Linked DNA regions of Callithrix jacchus: region 1 is linked to region 2. A link is a contact called in public Hi-C data. All regions are on one chromosome and are shown on one strand. The core of a region is the stretch at or near the end of the contact, and the rest is flanking DNA. Distances in the headings are between cores, read along the strand shown.

Region 1 (5,447 bases), core at 1,879-4,378, 150 kb before region 2:
ACTTGTGACATTCAAACGCATAATTAAAAGGACTTGTACTCTGCTGTTTCTGGACATCATGCTTTCTGTACTGAGAAATTCATAGTGGGATGCTCTCAGATCATTTAGAGGAAAATGTTTCTCTTACTCTGTTCAGACACAGAACCAACCCTCTGTTCCTCAACTCCCTCCACTCACCTGCTGAACCAGTGTGGAACAGGAACTCCTCTCCCGGCTGGCCTCAAGGGGAGTTTGCCTGGCAGGTCATCCCTGCCCCTGCCTGGCACGGGCCCCTGGGCATCCGTGGTTGCCTTTGATGGAGTGGCAGGGTGGGAGTGGGGGTCCAGTGCCTTTTGGTGACTGGAGGTTTAGTCCTGCCAGAACTGCCCTCCCTGAGCAGGGTTGAAATCCTTCTAGGACAATTGTTGAGTGTTCCTCACAGGGCTGAGCACCCTCTCAAAGCCACTAATTATTTGGATTACTGGGTGGCATGCATTTGTGCTAAGTACTTTTCAGATACCACACTTAATCCTCACAGCAAGCCCATGCAGAGGGTGCTCTGCCCCAGGTTTGCAGTACTAGTGACAGAGGTGTTCCTGGGTGCCTTAGGCATGAGAGGGAGATAGCAAGGCTGAGGGGTGCATGGGGCTCCACTCCTGGGCTTGAGCACTGCCTGGAGCTAGAAGGGAGCAGACGCCCAAGGGTTAGCTGTTTCCTGCCAGGGTGGCACCCTGGAGGGAGGGGGTGGGAGTGGGCACCTGGATGGACCTGCTTCCAGATGGGTCTCAGGGTCTTTCCTCAGGGCCTGAGTGATACCTCCCAGTCTGAGAGTTCGCCTGGGCCCACACTGAGTCTGGTGACAAAATGGCTAGGCACAGTTCCAGTGGCCCTTGGGCTAAGGAGAATTCAGAACGTTTTCTTAGAAAATGAGGCCTTTTGTCATCAAACACAAAGAAAATTAAGCGGGTAGGTGGCTAGAAAGAGTTCATCTCCAGGAGGGACCCTGAAATCCTTTACCTTCGTCCTGGTTTTGTAGGGAACCATCCCCTGCATAGATGCCCCAGGCACCTAGGGCCTTTCTGGCCGCCAAAGCTGCTTTCAGAAGGGCAGGGTATTTTCCAGTTCCGAGGAAGGTTAAGTTCTAGTTCCACACAAGTCAAAGCCCAGCCCCTTCCCTCTCCCTACCCTTCCCGCCTCCAGCCATCTCTAAAAGCAAAGAAAAACCGGTTTTCCATTTTAAATTATTTTATTGTATATTTAAAAACCAACAGTAATAAAGACCTCACTCGCACACACGCAGTACAAATACCAGGGTGAGGTTTTGTTGGTGTCCGTGTTGACACCGGAACTACTGTTAAAGTGCAAGTTTGGTTTTGTGTTCCTTTGTGCAGTTTCACTCACATGTAAACAAGTCACTTGGCTATGATTTGACCCAGCCCCCCTTAGTTTTGGGAGGGCACAGGTTCTGCCGGCTGTCATGGCAACCCGGAATCACAGACAAGATAATGCCCCGTGGGTCCTGACCCTCAAGCCGGGCAGGACGGTTTCTTGAAGCCTAACAGGCTGGATAACTTCACATCACCCCCACCCCGCACTCACTCTTAGGTCTTTGAGAAGACAATGCCACTCTCGGCAGGGCCCTTGCCCCCCACCCCGCCAAGTTGTGGGGATGGGATGGGGTGAGGGTGGGAGTAGTCTCAGTCTTGGCCAGTTCTCTTTCCTTCCAGAGCAGATGACTGTCCCTTCTTGGTTCAGTGGCGCCTCCCCAGCGCTGGGGGCGGATCGCGGGGAGGGAAGACGCTAGTCCAGTCCGCGCGCTCGCGGCCCCGGGGCGCACGGGGCGTGCCGGGCCGTTGGATTTGACTTAAACAAAAAGGTCCTCCTTATGTCGTGTGGCTGCCGGCGCGGTGGGGCTCCTAGCTGATGACGCAGCGCTCCTTGTCCTTCGCCTGGCTGCCGGCGCTGGCCTTTTCTCGGATGTACATGAGGTCGCTGTGCACGCTTGGCCGGCGCGCGAAGGGTGCCACGATGCCGAAGGCGTCGCCCGGGTCGCCGCCGCCGGCCCGCAGCAGCCTCTTGTTCCGCAGCGCCTTCTTGTGCAGCACGTCGCAGTACTGCACGGAGACCTTGCGGTGCAGGTCCGGACTCATCTCGCTTGGCAGCTTGGCCATGGCGAAGAGTGCACGGAACATCTGGTCCAGGCTGCTGTTCTTCTTGGCTGAGATCTCGAAGTAGGCGCAGCGCTGGGGGTCGTCGCCCACCAGCTGCTCGATCTCGCGCTGCTCCACCTCGCGGTAGAAGTCCCGGTCACCCTTGTTGCCACAGATGACCAGGGGCACGTCCACGTTCTCCTTGGTTTTGTTCTTGAGGCAAGCCTTGGTGTCGAGGATCTGCTGTCTGAGCCGCTGAACCTCCTCGAAGGAGTCGCGGTTGTCCAGGCTGAACACCAGGATGAAAACGTCTCCTAGAGGGGGCACAGAGAGCAGAAAAGGAGAAGGTGAGGGTGGCTGTCCAGGGGACAAGTTGGGCTGACTTCGGGGTCGCGCGGGGCGCGCTTGCCTCTCCAAGCGCGAGGCGCGCGACTGGCGCTCGCGGGCTGTCCTGGCAGAGGGTTCCCCGCCCTTCCCTCCGGCGCCTGCCCGGCCCCCGGCTCACCTGTGAGGATGGAGAGGCGTCGCATGGCGGGGAACGGGTGGTTGCCGGACGTGTCGAGGATATCGAGCTGGTAAACCTCGCCGCGGATGGAGTAGAACTTGCGGTGGAAGTCCTCGATGGTGGGCGTGTAGGCGTCCTCGAAGCGGCCGGTGAGGAAGCGCGAGACGATGGCCGTCTTGCCCACCTTGGACGAGCCGAGGATAACCATGCGATAGCAGTTCTTGGCCGGGATACTCAGCTCCGAGTCGCTGGGGCACATCTTCTTGATCATCGCGGCCAGTTTCATTGGGCAGAGGGGCCGCGAGGGCGGGAGCGGGGCCGAGCGAAGGGCGGAGAGTGGCCGGAGGCGCTGGGGAGGCGCGCGGGTTAGCGGCCGGAGGGCTCTGCTCGGGCTGGGCGCGGCTCGGGCTTGGGGATCCGGCTTCGCTCGAGCTGGGCTTGGGTTTGCGCTCGGCTCAGAGTCTCCCGGGCTCTGGGCACAGGCAGCTCGCTCTGGCTTTGGCGCCCGGCCGCCGCCCTTATATGCAGCCTGCGTGGCCGCCCCGCCCCGGCCCTCCCAGCTTGGTGCGTCACGCCCCGCGAGACCCGCCTCCCCCGCACCCGCTCCAGGCCCCTGCGACCTCGCCGACCGCTGCCCCGCTCCTGCTCTCTGGGCGCGGGGGCTGGGGGAAACTGAGTCCAGGGTCGGGCTGAGGCTGGAGGCGCTTGGACTCCGCTCTTCCACCGCCGCGGGCTCGGCTGCCGCAGGGGTGTTGGGGTTCTGGTCTCGGCGGTGCCCCGACCCTCTGCGACCTCTAGCAAGGAGCCCCCTTCCAGCTCCTCCCGCGCGCGTACACTCACTTTCTTTGGTTCTCAGTTTCCCCAGAGAGATCTAGTAAGTAACCCAGTAAGCGCAGCAGCGTTTGCTGGGGGCTTGCGCGGACCGTATATTGAAGTCCCCAGAGCATAGCCCAGACACCTCCCGCTCCGGTCCCCAGCCCGGCGCTTGTTCCCGGGAGGCGGAAGCCGGGCTGACAACGGGTTTCCGGGCCTCTGGCGCGCAGCTCGGCACCGCGCGCTCAGGCCGCCAGAGGGCAGCAGAGGGCCCGGCCGATGGCGCGGGGAAGCTGCGGGCGCCGCGTTCAATGCTGGAACAGGCGAGGAGCGGGGCGGGTGGTGAGCGGGAGGGACGGGGCAGGGGCCTCGGAGCGCCAGGCTGGGACCCAGCAAGAGCGGTCCCCAACCCCGCGCTCTGCTGCAGGCCTCAGCTTCCTTTCTTCCAGCCAGAGATGCTCTGTGGCATGGAGGGCTCTGCAGCCAGCGTCCCACCCGAAGGGCCAGGGCCCACCCCGCTCCCCCATAGCATTTTGGATCTTTACTCTGCGGCACGTGGGCCGACCTCATTGTCTAGCTGAGAGAACCTGAGCTCAAAGCCACAGTGAGCCCTGGGAGCACAGCACAGCCTCTTGCCTTCTCCTGGGCCTCAGCTTTCCCTTCTGGAAGATGGTGATTCTGGTTCTGTGATTATGGATGAAAATATGCAAATAGTTTAGGAGGGCAGGTGGGGTAATCGTGACAATAACAGTAGTGTTGATCCATGGGGCCTGGTGGGGGTACACTCAGGCCCACTCAAGGTTGATCAGTAACAGGAGTCCTGGGGTGATGTTGCTGAACGTTGGCAATAAGGTATCTGGAGCCTGCTCCTCAGCCCGGAGTGCTTGAGGAAGCCACTGCTCCCAGTCACTACAGGCAAGGCTGTGCACTCAGTGTTTTGCTTTGGCCATGTCTGATTTAGGAGAAACCTAGGGGACCATTACCCAGCTCCATCAGCCCACCAGTCAGTTGATGGTGCTCCGTGGGCAGTGCGGTGGCTGCCACCCTCCCACCCCATGCCTACCCTCGCCCCTCCTGCACTGGCGCTTGCTACAGGACACTCCTACTTGCCTCTCAGCCCAGCTGGGCCCCCATCCTCGGAGTCCCTGCGTCTCTCCCAGGCCTGACTCTTACTGTCAGATATTTCAAATGCACACATCACACAGTGCACATCCAAGGGCTCATCAGCTGGATCTAAGAAATGTCAGTGGCCCCCGGCTCTGATTCCTGGTGTCACGCAGGAGTTATCTGACAGGCCCCTGGGGCTGGGGCCTCGCCATTCTTGCTTTCTGCCCCCACTGAGGCTCCCTTCCCTCCCCATCTGAGGTATGTCTGCCAGATACTGGGAGAAGAATGAAGCCCCAGCCCTGGATAGCAGGCTGCAGCGTGCAGTGGTCCCGGGTATTCACTGCAGAAAGGAGCCAGTTGAGGGTGCATAGGGGGGCTCAGTGAAGGTACAGGTCTGAATCACCTCCAGACTGAGCACCGCCTTCCTGTGCCACCCACACGGCACTGCATGGGCAGCCGGGCTGTAACTTGGGGTGACTGATGGCCAAGGTGGACCCCAAACAGCCTTTGCCTCCTGGGACTCTAGTTCCAAGAGAGTCCATTTGATATGAGTAGAGAGCCTGAGGGTAAGGGTTACAGCCCAGCTCTTCCCAGGTCAGTGTCCAGGCTGGCCCCTTAAATCAGGAACATGAGTGACACTGGCAGGCACTGGCCCAGCCTGAGTCTTCAGCCACAGTGATTCCTGGTACCATCTGTGCACAGCCGTCTGCCCTACAGATGCCAGGTTCCCATTCTGAATGCCCCAGAGTGCCTCCTGTCACGGAGGTGGCCTCTGGTACCTCACTGTCACAAGCAGCAAGGCCCCTTGTTTCTACCCTCCTCTCTTCTTTTAAAAGTGTATCTCTTTCTTTTTATTACAAAAGTAATAAATGTTCATGGTTTTTTAAAAAATC
Region 2 (5,686 bases), core at 2,056-4,555:
TTGCAAACATTTTCCGAAGCAAAAGCAGCAGACACAAAAGTCACCTACAAGTCCACTCAGACGGAATGTCCAGGACGAGCAAACCCACAGAGACAGAGAGCACATGCATGGTTGCCAGGGGCTGCGGCGAGGGGAATCAGGAGGCTCAGGTTTCCTTCTAGGGGGATGAAAAGGTTCTGGATCTAGATAGTGGCAGTTGTAAAACATCGTGAGTATCCCCCAAACTACCGAACTGTACTCTAAAATGGCCACAATGGCGACTTCTCTGTGAATTTTACCTCAATTAAAAATTTAGGCTGGGCAGGGTGGCTCATGCCTGTTATCCCAGCACTTTGGGAGGCCAAGGTCAGGAGTTCGAGACCAGCCTGGCCACCATGGTGAAATCCTGTCTCTACTAAAACAGAAAAATTAGCCAGACGTGGTGGCAGATGCCTGTAATCCCAGCTACTCAGGAGGCTGAGTCAGGAGAATCCCTTGATTCTGTGGGGCAAAGGTTGCAGTGAGCCAAGATTATGCCACTGCACTCCAGCCTGGGCAACAAGAGTGAGACTCCGTCTCAAAAGAAAAAAATTTTTTTAAGAAAGAAAAATAGGCCGGGCACGGTGGCTCAAGCCTGTAATCCCAGCACTTTGGGAGGCCAAGTCGGGTGGATCACGAGGTCAAGAGATCGAGACCACCCAGGTCAACATGGTGAAACCCCGTCTCTACTAAAAAAATATACAAAAAATTAGCTGGGCACGGTGGCGCGAGCCTGTAATCCCAGCTACTCAGCAGGCTGAGGCAGGAGAATTGCCTGAACCCAGGAGGCGGAGGTTGCGGTGAGCCGAGATAGCGCCTTTGCACTCCAACCTGGGTAACAAGAGAGAAACTCCATCTCAAAAAAAAAAAAAAAAGAAAAATAATAATTTACCGACAAAGAAAAGGAGAAACAGAGTCCCAGGCAGGGGAAAGGGCGGGCACCGAAGGCACCAGCGCAGGATAGCTTCTGAGAGCCGCAGACTGCCCAGAGTATTGGCAAGAGCACAGGCTAGATGCAGCCCTGAGCGCCAGCCAGGAAAGGGATTTAGATTTCATCTGTGCCAACGTGCAGCCCTCGGTGGCTCTTCAGCAGGGAAACGGAGTGGCCAGATTTTGCAGATTGGGAAGGGTTCTGGGGCCTCCAAGGAGAAGGGAGGTGTTGGGGGAGGCACTGGAGGTGTGTTCTGGGGCTGCGGGGGTGGGGGGGAGGGGATGTGGGGGAACAGGTTGGAGGTGGGTTCAGGGTCTGCAGGGGGGAAGGGTGATGTGGGGGGAGGGGTTGGAGGTGGATTCAGAAGCTGTGAGGGGAAGGGGGATGTGGGGGAGGGGAGGTGGGTTCAGGGGCTGCGGTGGGGGGAAGGGGAGGTGGGGGGAGGGGATTGGAGGTGTGTTCAGGGACTGTGAGGGGGAAGGTGGGGGAGGGGATTGGAGGAGGGTTCAGGGGCTGCGGGGGGGAAGGAGATGTGGGGGGAGGGGTTGGAGGTGGGTTCAGGGGCTGCGAGGGGGAAGGGGGTTGCAGGGGGAGGAGATTGGAGGTGGGTTCAGTGACTGTGAGGGGGAAGGGGGATGCGGGGAGGGGATTGGAGGTGTGTTTAAAAGCTAACAGGGGGAAGGGACATGGCCAAGGGAATAGGAAGGGGCAGGGAGGAGGGGCAAAGCCTGAGGAAGTGGGAGGTCAGAAGAGAGGGGACATGGGAGGGGAGGGAAAGGAGGGAGGCAGATTGGTGGCTCAGTAGTCAGGCTCATCAGGGTGGGAAACCCTGGGGCAGGAGTGCTCTGGGAGGAAGATGAAGAATAAGTCCAGAATATGGGTGGGAGATGCCTGAGACATCCTGGTAGGGACAGAAGGGTCAGCCTCAGGGGAGGGTCTGGGCTGGTGACAGGACCCTGGGCTCAAATCTGAGGGCTTGGAGAGTTCAGGTGCCGGCTGACAGGTTTCCCAGAACAACTATCTGAACCCTGTGACACCAACAGCGGTGGATTCATGGGCTCTGAAGCCAGTGGCCTGGGCTCAAATCCCAGCACTGCCATTTATAAGCACCGTGCATTGGGCGAGTTACTGAATCTCTCTGAGCATCCTTCTCTTCCCAAAGTGGAAGGAATCCGTTCCTATCTCATAGAGTTGCTGGGAAGATTCAGTTAGTTAATATTTGCCCAGGGCTTAGGTCGGTGCCTGGTGACTGCTTAGCAAATGTTAGATACTATTTAGTGTGCATAAGATTCATTTAGGGATCTTATTAAAGAGGAAGCATCCTGGGCCCCACCCCCAGAGATGCTGGCTGAGACAGCGTCACATGTGGCCTGGGAATCTGAGGGTTTTGTTGATGTTTTGATGTTTTTGGTGACAGGGTTTAACTCTGTCACCCAGGTTGGAGTGCAGTGTCGTGATCTCAGCTCACTGCAGCGTCAGCTTCCTGGACTCAGGGACTTTCCCGCCTCAGCCTCCAGAGTAGCTGGGATTACAGGCATGCGCCACCACACCTGGCTAATTTTTGTATTTTTTGTAGAGATGGGGTCACCATGCTGCCATGGTGGAGGATCGATTAAGCGATCCGCCTGCCTCAGCCTCCCAAAGCACCGGGACTATGGGCGGGAGCCACCGTGCCCATCTGGAATCTGGCTTTTTACAAGCATCCCCCAACCTACCCTGTGTCATTCTGAGGCAGGTGGTCAGTAGACCCCACAGCCTTGGTGAAGCTGAAGGAATAAGACTACAGGGTTCTGGGGTTGCCCAAATTTTGAAGTCCAGGACGCAGCACAATGCAGAGATGTGGTAGGAAAACTGGCTTGAAAGGAGACCCAACGGATGACAGAGACTCTCAGGAGAAGCGGTGAGCCATGGGGTCACATGCCGCTGAGAGTCAGCTAGAGGACAGAGGAGCCTCTCTCCGGGGGAATGGACATCAAGAGGGTGGCCGGTGACTCTGGAAGGAGCTATTTCCAGGAAGCAGTGGAACCTAGGCCAGAGAGCCAGGCTTCAGGAGTATGGGGGTGCTACAGACTGCACCGTGTCTCCTCAGATCCCCCAGATGAAGTCCTAACCCCTGGCACCTCCGAATGTGGCTGCATGTGGAGACGGCTTTTAAAGAGGGGATTGAGGTGGAATGAGGTCACACGGATGGCCCTAATCCAACACGGCTGGTGCCCGAATAAGGAGCAGGAATTTGCACAGACACGGAGAAAGGGAAGGCTACGTAAGGCACAGGGAGAAGACACGGTCCACAAGCCAAGGAGAGAGGCCTCAGAAGGAGTCAGCTCTGCTGACCCTGCGGTCTCGCATTTCCAGCCTCCAGCACGTGAGAAACAAGCTTCGGCTGATTGAGCGCCCCGTTTCTGACGCTCTGCCACAGCAGCTGACAGACCCGAGAGTGAGGCCGTGAGTCAGCAGTGCTCTGCAGGGTCCAGACGCTACCCGAAACCTGGGCAAAGCCCCAGACAAGAAAGACCAAAATCAACAGACAGAAAAAGGCAACGTGGTGAACTTTGATTTTTTTTTTTTTTTTTTTTTTTTTACTGTCTCACACTGTCACCCAGGCTGGAGTGCAGTGGCTCAATCTCAGCTCACTGAAACTTCCGCCTCCTGGGTTCATGTGATTCTCCTGCCTCAGCCTCCCAAGTAGCTGGGATTACAGGCATGTGCCACCAAACCTGGCTAATTTTTTCTATTTTTAGTAGAGAAGGGGGTTCACTATGTTGATCAGACAGATCAAACTCCTGACCTTGTGATCTGCCCACCTCGGCCTCCCAAAGTGCTGGGATTCCAGGCATGAGCCACCGCCCCTGGCCAATTATTTTTATTATTACTATTATTTTTGTGTGTGACAGAGTTTTGCTCTTGTTGCCCAGGCTGGAGTGTAGTAGCATGGTCTCAGCTCAGTGTACCCACTGCCTCCTAAATTCAAACAGTTCTCCCGCCTCAGCCTCCCCAGTAGCTGGAATTATAGGTGCCTGCTACCATGCCCGGCTAATTTTTGTATTTTAAGTAGAGACAGGATTTTACCATGTTTGGCCAGGCTGGTCTTGAACTCCTGACCTCAGGTGATCCACCCACCTTGGCCTCCCATAGTGCTGGCATTACAGGTATGAGCTATCGCACCCAACTGATTATCTTTTTTTAATCTGTAAGTTGGAGATAATGTATCTTACAGCATAATTGTAAATGTTCAGCATAACATATGGAGTGTATACTAGGTTCTCAAGAATCCTAAAGAGGGCCAGTTGTGGTGGCTCAAGCCTGTAATCCCAGCACTTTGGGAGGCTGAGGTGGGAGGATCACTCCTGGAGGCCAGGAGTTCAAGACTAACCTGGGCAACATAGCAAGACCTCATCTCTCCAAAGAATCTTGAAACTAGCTGGGCTTAGTGGTGTGCACCTATAGTCCTGGGAGGTACTGGAAAGGCTGAGGGGGGAGGATGGCTTGAGCCCAAGAGTTTGAGGTTACAGTGAGCTATGATTATGCCACTATACTCCATCCTGGGTGACAGAGTGAGACCCTATAGGAAGAAGGAAACTTCAAAAATGAGTAACAATTTCATCAGTATCCTCAGAGAGATAAGAGAATTGCAATCATAAAACAAGAACAGAACGTAAGATAAAAGGGATATTCGGAGAACAGAAAAGAGGCCATGAAAATTACCTACTTATATGTTTTATATTAATATATTTATAATATATACTATATATTCTTTATATATCATATTTATGGGCAGTATATGGGTGGATATGTAATATATATTTACACTTACATACATATAGAAATTAAAACCTCGAAATAAGGATTAGAAGATAAAATTGAAGAAGTGAGATGGAAAATAAAAAAACAAAATGTCACAGATCCTAACAGAAGGGCCAGTATCTGAATTACTGGAGTTCCAGAAAGTAAGAACAGAGAAAATGGAGAGGTGGAAATCATTGATCATATAAGTCAAGAAAATGTCTCAGAACTGAAGGACAAGACTTTACATATGGAAAGAGCTTACCAATAAGCCAGACTAATAGATGAAAACAGTTTTGTTTCGTTTTGAGATAGTGTCTCGCTCTGTCACCCAGGCTGGAGTGTGGTGGCATGATCTTGGCTCACTGCAACCTCCACCTCCCAGGTTCAAGCAATTCTTCTGCCTCGGCCTCCCTAGTGCTGAGACTACAGGCGCATGCCACCACACCTAGCTAATTTTTATGTTTTTAATAGAGACGGTGTTTCACCATATTGGCCAGGTTGGTCTGGGACTCCTGACCTTGTGATCTACCCACCTTGGCCTCCCAAAGTACTGGGATTACAGGCATGGGCCACCGTGCCTGGCAGAAAACAGATTTTTAACAAAGCATATCATCATGAAGATTAGGGACAGAGGTTCTACAAGTTCCCAAAAAGGGAAAATATAAAAAGGCAGGTATGTGGGAAATATCTTATAAAAAGGAGTAGAAATCAGACTGACTTTGTACTTCTCAGAGCAACACTGGAAGCTAGAGGATGCTGGAACAGTGCCCTTGAAATAAACTACAGTCAACCAGGCATGGTGGCTCACGCCTGTAATCCCAGCACTTTGAGAGGCCAAGGTGGGTGGATCACAAGGTCAGGAGTTTGATACCAGCCTGGCTGATATGGTAAAACCCCATCTCTACTAAAAATCAAATATTAGCTGGGCATGGTGGCAGGCGCCTGTAATCC

The links. A called contact is a pair of places that touch in the nucleus more often than the background predicts.
Region 1: a contact with region 2 is called in a Hi-C map of skeletal muscle, with 4 times the contacts expected there. The contact joins the promoter of RASD1 here to the enhancer-like site in region 2. A contact is called at or near these places in 2 of 3 Hi-C or Micro-C datasets (induced pluripotent stem cells and skeletal muscle).

What each region holds. Positions count from the first base shown.
Region 1 is chr5:69,651,872-69,657,318 of calJac240_pri, reverse strand. It overlaps RASD1 (ras related dexamethasone induced 1), which reads right to left and starts at 3,128. Exons shown (of 2, transcript XM_002747874.7): 1 at 2,635-3,128; 2 at 1,207-2,443. The coding sequence starts at 2,920. The coding sequence ends at 1,896. It overlaps MED9 (mediator complex subunit 9), which reads left to right. Exons shown (of 2, transcript XM_002747875.4): 2 at 1-44.
Region 2 is chr5:69,499,395-69,505,080 of calJac240_pri, reverse strand. No RefSeq gene overlaps it. Among named protein-coding and RNA genes, the nearest start is that of PEMT, 62 kb to the left of the region's middle. Within about 2 kb of position 3,305, at least 1 of the 16 cell types and tissues checked has an H3K27ac peak or open chromatin away from gene starts, as enhancers often do. A contact at or near this core is called in skeletal muscle, where this site is marked.